2 separate regions of the Arachis hypogaea genome follow, and region 2 is linked to region 1. Evidence: chromatin contacts called from public Hi-C data. All regions are on one chromosome and are shown on one strand. Each heading gives the region's core, a stretch centred on a gene start, on an enhancer-like site or on the middle of the called end of the contact. The rest is flanking DNA. Distances are from core to core; before and after follow the strand shown.

Region 1 (4,743 bases), core at 1,547-4,046:
TAGGAGCTAGATTCAGCCACAATAGCGAAAGAAAATGAATAATGGGAGAAATTTACATATATGTAATAAAGGAGTAACAAATAACAAGAATCCAAAAAGAAAGAATGCTGAAATAAGAAACAATCAATAGACAAGATCAAACCAGAAAACTCTAAACAAAGCTAAACTGCTGTGATTTTCCAAGCTACCACCAGTAATCCTGAATAAGGAAAAGACAAAGAGAGTAGCAATAATCACTAATGATGGTTATCAATGGCTAAGAGAAGAAGGGGTTGAATTTTGGCTTCCTTTTAATATATGTTTTAATCCTTTCGTTCTGTTGAAATACTTTAAGTAGAAATAGCAAAGACTGAGGCTTTGTCTTATAACGCGGCAGGAGCCAAAATAGAGTCACATGTAAAGTGTGATACAGAGGAGTGTAACTGATTAGTAGAATCAGGAGATACTTTTGTTTTGTCTCCTATAATGCAGAACAAAAAACAGAGAAGAGAATAGAGAATGACACACAGATGTATCCTGGTTCAGCTACCCAATATAATATAGCCTGCATCCAGTCTCCATCGCAACAATTATAGAATTTCACTATCTTTTCAACAGATTACAGTCACCAATTCTTCCTAGGATCTACCCAATCCTATCTGGGACAAGTCCAGATTTTAACCCAACCTAAACTTGACTATGACTCACCCTAGCTTTCAACAACAAAGTGCTAACTCAACTTGGAAGGGAATCCCCTCAGTATCATGATAACAAAACAGAAATATATACAAAGAATTTTTGAAATAACTTAGACTTTTTCTCCAAGCCTAGCTCACTGCCTTTTTTCACTCATTGACTTTTTCTTACAAACCTCACAATGTTTGCCTTTTTCTAATGAAACTCAGACAGACTAAATTGAGAAAAAGAATTACAAAATGACAACTATGAAGGAGAAGAAAAAACAGCTCAGTGAGCTATAGGAACCCCAAACGTTGTGCTCTCATTCGTTGTCTCAATCATTGGCCGGTCACCCCTATTATAGAGGAGTGAAGCTTTCAGGGCTTGAAACCTTGCTTCAGCACATGTTGGTTCTCTTCTCCCAATACAAAGATGCAGCAACAGCGTTCATAGAGGAAAGAGAGGGTAGAAGCAGTGACATACAACCATACCTTTAGTCTTCTCTTTCAACATTTTTATTCATGCTTCTTGAATCTGGGCCGTGCGTTCTTGCTTTGATTCCAAGTTTGATTTTTTTATCGTTGATGAGCAGTAGAGCACCATTGACTTCACTTTTTTCATAGTTTTTTAGAATAGTGCTTGTGACCCAGTTGATTTCTTCAATGTTCCTTGATGAAGCACAAATAAAAAAATCTCCTTATTATGATTTTCTTTTTTGATGTGATCATTCTCCTTGTTGTAGCCCTTTTTTTCTCTTGCTTGCTTGAATTTGAAAATAAGCTTTTTGTTCTACCCTTTGCCCTAGCTTCAGAACGTTCCCATTCTTTCTTTTTGTTACAGATGGTGATGTGATATGAAAGAAAGAGTAGAGAGAAGAGAGAATTTTGGTTTGGTGGGTGAAGTGAATTGTTCAAATGAAATGGAATTAAGCCACTTAGTTAGAACCTAAGTTGGAGGAATGGATTTGAATATGGACAACCGGCTTAGGCTTTATGTTTGTTTTTGGGCCAATTTGTTTTCTTTCTTCTCATGGTTCAGCCATTTAATCTTTGGATCAAGATTGTTAGAATGAATAGTTTGTTCAAGCTGAACTTGATATTGGGCCATATTTCTTTTCTTATCTTCTTTTTTTAGATTGTTTGCTTTCATAGCAATTCATATTATGATATGAGTGCTTTGTTTGAATCATATTGGATAGATGCAATATGGGCTTATTTTTCATACTTTTTGAGCCAATGTGAATTAATTAATTTCCTGCACACAAACACAACAAAATCATACAAACAAATAATCCAATAATGTTTAGTCATCACCTTAATGATAGTTTAGTTTTCTAAACTCAACAACTAGAAAATACCGGAAGCAATACAATTGGGTAAGTCAATTTCTTAAAACCCTTTATGCTAAAGATATGGAAACCAACTTAATTTCTTAAAACCCTTTATGCTAAAGATATGGAAACCAACCCTTTTCCCATCTCATGGTATTTTTTAGGTTGCTAGACCAAAAATATGAATATGTTGGCAGGGAGGTTAAGCTAGAAAAGATCAAAGAGGCCATCTTAAGTATGAAAAATTGGAAGGTGCCAGGAAGTGATAGGATTTCTACCAAGTTTTTCAACATTCGTAGAATATTGTTGCCAATTTGGTTATGGAGTGGGTAAAGTTTGTTTTTTAATGAACCTAGTAAGATTGCCTAGGCTACTAAATCGCTACATCTATTATTCCCAAGATTCCTTTTTCTAAAAATTTTAGTAATTTTAGACCTACTAGCCTATACAATATTTTCTATAAGATTATCACTAAAATTATTGTTACTAGACTTAAAATTTTTATGTCTACTCTTATTTCTAACACTTAAGCAAATTTTATTTTCTAGCAAGATTAATTTAGATAATATTCTTGTTGCACAACAAGTGATACACACTATGAGGAACAAGAATTATGAAAAACGATCATGACCATCAAAATAAACCTGGAAAAAACCTATGATAGATTAAGAGAGAGAGAAAAAGGGAGAGCATGCATTTTTGCCATATTGTCGTGTTCACACGGGTGCTATTAAGTATTTTTATTAGAGCAAGACAAATTACAAGAGTTCACAATTTTTGAAACAATAGCGTGTGAGCAATGTCCTAATCTCCTATGCCAATCTAACAGGCTAGCTTTATACTATGTAAGAAAAACATGAAAAGGGGTAGTATCATCAATCTGCTTAGGGATCTTAACATTTTCAAAAACATAAACCCCTTTCCTGAGTTGTCCTTGAAGTAGAATTTCTTTATTGATCTGTGACTTCACAAGATAGTGAAAAGTAAAAAACTCAAAAAACACATTATTGTCAAGACGGAATTTAGAGACACTAAAAAAATTTTTAGCAACTAGAAGATTAAATAATATATCCTTCAGATAAAAATAGTGTTGTGTAAGAATATTTGTTAAAATAGAATTACCAAAACTCTATATTGGTATACCTACACCATTGGCCATGAATAATATCTGGTCTAATATAGTCTGATACTGTCATGAGATTTAATTGATCATTAGTAAGGTGATGACTAGCACCCAATCAGAATTCTAAGAAGAGTCAGAAATTGTAGAAATGGCCAAGAATGATTAAGAATTGTGAAAAGAGGATGGTGGAGGATTGTTAAGAAAAATTTTGAAAATAACCATGAAAAATTTGGTCAAACCTGTAGAAGCATCGCAATGCAGAATGGCCAATTTGATTACAAAGATGGCAATTGGGTCTTGAATTGTATTGCCCAGGAGTTTTGTATCTTCTACCAAAACGTCCCCCTCAAGCTCCTCTTCTACCATCATTGTTTCTTCCAAAAAACCTGGACTAAGATGAAGCAGGTTGTGCAAGATTCGCATGAGCCATATTAAGAAATGTTTGTCTAAATCATTCCAGCATTTCTTCATGAGAAACAAACATGGATTCAATTTCTACCATAGTGTATAGTTCATATTTGGCTTGAATGGTGGTAATACAATTTGAAAAATTCACAGGCAGGACATCACAAAGAGCAGAAATATGATCTTTACTTGGGACAGCGTAACTAATAGCAAGAAATGAGTCAACAATAGTCTTTACCTTAGCAATGTAATCAGTAGTAGAAAGATTAAATTTCTTAATGCTCTTGAGTTGTGTTTGATGGTTGTTTTAATAGAGGAAGCAAAATATTGCTCGATCTTGGTCTACAATTCATAAGCTGATTCACAACAAACCATGCGATTCTGAAGTCATTATCAACAGATGCAAGCAACCAAAAGCAAAGATTATAGTCATATTGTATCCACTTTATATCGGTAGAAGAGGTGGTGCCAACAGCATCTGCATCAGAATCATACATTTTTTGAAATTTTTCTTTTAAAATGTGATCTTAAAGACTTTGGCCTCGAATGGTAAACAAAGCAAGTCGCTGTCAGGTAACATAATTCGTCTCTGTGAGTTTATCTGGAATGGGGTTGAGAAGACCTTAATTGGTTGCAGAGAGAGCAGTGACAAGGGCCATGGATCAAGAACCAAAAGCACCTGATACCATGTGAAAACTAGGAGAGAAAAGGGAATTGAATTGTAATTAAAAAATTTTAATTGTATTTGTGAATTGTTATTATTCTTTCTTGACCTTACAATTAGGCAATCCGACGCGCGCACACACGCACACACAAATCTTAATAGAGAAAGAATAACTATTGTGATTAAGAGCCGTTCGAGAACTAGTCGTTGGAGTTCTCTTCCTCTTTTTCTATCTTGGTAGTAGTAGAATTAACTAATTCTGTTGTCTTCTATTCTCAGAGTTTTCGGAGGTGTGGACAACCTGGGAGAAATCTAGGGAGCTTCACCTCTGGGCTTCCAAGTTATGGCTTCAGAATCGATGCTGTTTATTTGCAGCAATCTACTAGGGCATTTGGAGAGATCGAAACACTAGTGTTCGAAGGTGAGAAAATTACAGCATAAAATATCATGGGGGCAACAAAGAAATTGAATTGGAAATTGTGCTACAAGATGAGTCTATGAGTCTTTTTTTTTTGTCTTAAGATATTTCTACTTTACTTTCCTTTTGTAGCATTTCATTCAAAG
Region 2 (4,743 bases), core at 966-3,465, 34 kb before region 1:
CCTCCCATAACGGTCTTTGCCGCTGCTTCTTCTGCGTTCGAGTAAGAGTAGGCGAGTAAGTGCTGCCGAGTCTGGCTCGCGCACAACACAAGGCAGCCAATTGCGGTACTGGTTTTCCCGTAGGGTTTAGAAAATCGCGGCAACCGCTAGTGGGCGCTATTTGGGCTTTTTTCATGGACCTGTTTTTTCTTTGTAACCGAGTTAGAGCACAAACTTCCAAGCCCAAAAGTAATGTTTAGTGCTTTTTTGTTGAGGAAAAAGAGATTTAGAAACCCAAACAAGAAAAATTAAGGGTGTTTTTATTTTCTGTTTTTATTTTCAGTATTATTTTATTTTGTGAAGAAAAAAGTGAAAAAAGAGGTAAAAATAAAAAACATGATTTTATTGTTTTTATTTTTTTTGCAAAATTTAAAAAATAAAATACACTGAAAATAAAAACAAAAAATAAAAAAGCAGACCAAACGCATCCTAAGAACCTATAAACTCTAAAACTTCCACTCATATCGGATGATAGAGCCTGAAGAGTATCTGGCAGGGTCTTTTAAAAAATGTGAGTTCACATGAGAAGATTCTGCCCTTTCTTAGCAAAAGATCTATGCCAGTATTAGCTTCTCTCAAGGTATGTTTCTAACCTACATGATGTAACATACTCACCAAGATCTTAATGTCTTCCAGCAAAGGTTTAACAGGATGCAAATTTAAGCAGCCTTTATTGATAAAATTTATAGCTGACTAGGAGTCTAACTCAATGATGAGGTACTAGAAGTTGGGAGCAACAACAATACTAAGCCCTTTAGCAATCTCTCGCAATTTTACATGAGTAATCAAACACCTTCCTAGATTGCAAGAAAAACCCAATACGCACCTACCCAAATGATTTCTAAAAATACCTCTAAAAGCTGCATTTTTGTTCTCCGAGAAGAATGATCCATATACGTTTAACTTGGTGTAGTGCCCTAGGGGCAGCCACCGAATTAGCTTATTAGTATCCTTCCTGGTATGATACAAGGAGGACCGAAACTTCATGGTGTACAGAATTTTATCACTCCATGCTCAAATTGAACTCGTCGCAACACTCGGCTTCACCCTTTTTCCTTCGAAGATAAAAGAGTTACGATAAAACCAAAGAGAATAACTAGTAACTCAAAACTTACAAGCCTAGTCACTTCTTGCTAATACATTCCTAGTGAACCAATCCTTGAGGCTGAGATTAGAGAATTTGAACATAGCCTCATGAGGTTTCAAGAGACTCCACACAGACTTGGCATAGAAACAGTATTTGAGAACATGCAAGGAGTTCTCTTCTTAACGGTTACATCTGGGGTAGTTGGCATCCGTTGCTAAGTATCTTTTCCTTCTTTTACATTCGTTAGGATTGCATTGTTAGAAACTAGCCACATGAAGGAACGAATTCTTTCCAGACTATACCACTTACAAACTACCTTGAAAGTCTGATATGAATCTACGAGAATTTTATTGAAAAAGTTGTAGGCCAATTTGAGCTAAACGTCCCATCAGATGTTAGCGCCCAAGCAATAGAATATGGACACTTTCATGGAGACAAAGGCGATAGTGCTTGAATTTTTCTCACAATGTAATCAAGGAGTCACTCCCTGAGCTTACTCTCGTCCCACTCACCTGAAACAGAAAGAAAGCCAGTTAGACACAAACTTGATACGGACTCTGTTATCACCTGTTCCAAATATTAGGTTAAAGATCGGAGATTGGGCACGCAATTATGATTCCAGAACTTAATGTTAGCACCATCACCAATGCACCAGATATGGTTCTCATCGACCCCCTTCCAAGCCGAACATATCCTTTTCCAAAGATTCGAGGAATTATTTTTCCTTTCTACTCTTGGCAGCAAATCGCTCACACATTCGTAGTTGGCCCTGACCACCCTTGCCCATAAAGCATCCTTCTTCTCCACAAGGCCCCAACCACTCTTTATCATAAAGGTTTGGTTAACTTCACGAGTATGGCGGATGTCAAGCCCTCCCGAAGTTTTTGGTCTGCTAAGATCCCTCCAATTGATGATATGGATTTTTCTAGATTGTTCAGTCTCTCTCTAAAAAAGATTCTACATTTACGATCAACCAAGTTACTAGTAAAAATTGGTAAAAGAATAGTTTGCATAGTATAACTTGGAAAAGAAGAGAGAACAGATTTCACCAGTATAATTCTTTCTGCTGGAGACAATGAAGCATCTTTCAAACTGTTTAGTCTATAGTTCATCTTGTTAATAATGTCATTATATGTGTTTTTTGAGACCTTACAGTGGAGGAGAGGAATACCAAGGTACTTTTCCAAGTCATCAGTTTTGGAGAACTTAAGGATACTACTTATCTGACTTCTCATATTATCACCCACATTCTTCAAAAAGAAGATACGCATCTTTTCATTGCTAACTTTTTTACCCGACCTAGAGCAGAAGGCCTCAAGTACCTTATTAATAACCTCACCTTGGTCCATAGTTGCTTTCGCAAAGAGAATTAAATCATCAGCAAAACGTAGATGAGAAAACTCAGGGCACTCTTTGTTCAGCTTGATAGGCTTCCAAATGTCATGATCTTCAACAACAATAATGAGATGAGAGAGCCTTTCTATACAAAGAACAAAATTATAAGGAGAAATAGAGTCATCTTGCTAAATTCCTCTTTAAAAAGAGAACTTGTCCAAGGTTTTCCTATTCCGTAGAATCCTAATCCTCGTGAAAAAATAGAACTGGTTACCATCAAGATGAACTAAGGGGCATCCCAATATCAACCAGAGTGTCTTCACAAGTCTTTTTTAGATCGATTTTAATCGCCATCCATCCTTTTAGACATTTTTTTAATCTTCATAGAGTGGATAATTTCTTGGGTGATGATAATATTATCAAAACTATGTCTCCCTGGGATGAAATTATATTGGGTTGGCTGCACTAGCTTTTCCATAACCCTCCATAGCCTTTGGGCCAGAATTTTGGTGATCACTTTGTATTTGAGACATTACATAAACTGATAAGCTTTATTTGATTTAGATTAGTAATAAGTAAAGGTCTCATTATCTCTTTGATTTTCTGAGGCTGGAAGAAAATCTTCTCAATCATCCTACACAAATTCGGTCCCACAAAATCCTATTTTTTCTAGTAAAAGCCTGCCTAAATAGTAAATACCATCTTTTTTAGATACCTTTAAACTACCCTTGCTAAAAAGAGAATCTTTAATTTTCTTATAGGAGACATTACAGCCAATCAGAGTCCTATCTTTATCACTTAATGTCTAAAAAGCACCATTAATCATAAAGGGAACATTAGGGAGATCATCACAATATAGATTAGTATAGGAAGTCGTGGCCATTACTTCAAGGATGTGACTATCATGTATCCAATTACCCCCTTCATCCTGCAAAGAAATAATCTTATTCCTCCTTCTTCTGACCATAATGGTACCATGAAAATATTTAGTATTTCTATCGCTGTACTCTATCTATTTGCATGTAGACTTTTGAAATTATAACATCTCTTCTTGGGAAAGGAGACCTTCATATTCTTTCCAAAGAGTAACTTCGAAATCTTCTAAATAAGGGTTGTAATTCACACTCAAGTCATTCATGATGCCATGCAATCTTCTTAGAATTCTACTTTTCCTTCAAAAGATATTCCCATGTACTGTGGAATTTCATACTCTAAGAGAATCTTGAAAGTTTGCAACATCTCGGAACCAATTAGTTTCTATTTTCCAATGGTTAGAAACTATATTATTAAAGTCCGGATGGGATAACAAAGATACTAAAAATCTAAATGGTCTTCTCCCTCTGTTAGATGAGGGAGCAGTAGAAAGTTGAAGATAGAAAGGAACATGATCAGATTTTAACATAAGTACGTGCTTTATTCTTGCTTTCGAAAATCTGATCTACCAATCCATGTTGCTCGGACCACGATCTAATCTTTTGACCAAATTTCCTTTCTTCTAGGTAAAGGGATATCCTGAGTATCCCAAGTCTAAAAGTCCACAGTCAGAAACACTCTATTGAAACTCAACACACGCACCATTAAATTGAGTAGTTGCTCCTTCTTGTCTTTTAAAATTATGCATCAGCACATTGAAATTCCCAGCCAGGCACCAAGGGAGACTATTTTGCGAAATTAGCTCCCTTAGATTCTTCCAGATTTCTTTTCTATGTAGTCTCTGAAGACTTCCATACACTCTAGTAAAAACCCATGGCTGTAAGTCCTTTCCTAACATCCTCATATGCACGAATTATTATTGACTTTACAAAATATCCACTATCCATTCAACAGAATTCCACAAACACTAAATACCTCCAAAGTACTCTCTGACTTTTTCTGCAAAACAACTGTCAAAAGACAACTTATTTTTAATATTAGTTCCTCTATCCCCACTAATATGAATTTCAAGGAGAACTAAAAAATTAATATGATACTCTTTTAATATCTCTAATTAAAGTAGTAAAAGAACTTCCACCAACACTACAACAATTTCACATTAAGAAAATCATTAAAAGAAACAGAAAAAAGATGTCACCAAAGACGCAGATCAAATGGAGTGTAGCTCCCCATTGGTCAGGCTCAAACTGAGCTCCTTAAAGTTACCCTCACCGTTTTATGATGATCCTAGATCTTCAATCATGGGATCAGGTGGGTTCTTCTCTTGACAATTTGCAGCCATCTCCTCCACATTAGTGGTCATAGCCGGTTGAAAAAGTTTCAGATTGTTGCAGGAGGATGACGCCATT

What was found. Hi-C and Micro-C count contacts between places; a contact is called where the count stands out from the background.
Region 2: a contact with region 1 is called in a Hi-C map of leaf, with 2.0 times the contacts expected there. The contact joins the promoter of LOC112792192 here to the enhancer-like site in region 1. A contact is called at or near these places in 4 of 8 Hi-C or Micro-C datasets (leaf and an unstated tissue).

What each region holds. Positions count from the first base shown.
Region 1 is chr13:140,029,519-140,034,261 of arahy.Tifrunner.gnm2.J5K5, reverse strand. No RefSeq gene overlaps it. Among protein-coding and RNA genes, the nearest start is that of LOC112792188, 12 kb to the right of the region's middle. Within about 2 kb of position 2,796, at least 1 of the 3 cell types and tissues checked has open chromatin away from gene starts, as enhancers often do.
Region 2 is chr13:140,063,085-140,067,827 of arahy.Tifrunner.gnm2.J5K5, reverse strand. LOC112792192 reads right to left here and starts at 2,215. Exons shown (of 14, transcript XM_025835328.3): 1 at 1-2,215. The coding sequence starts at 8.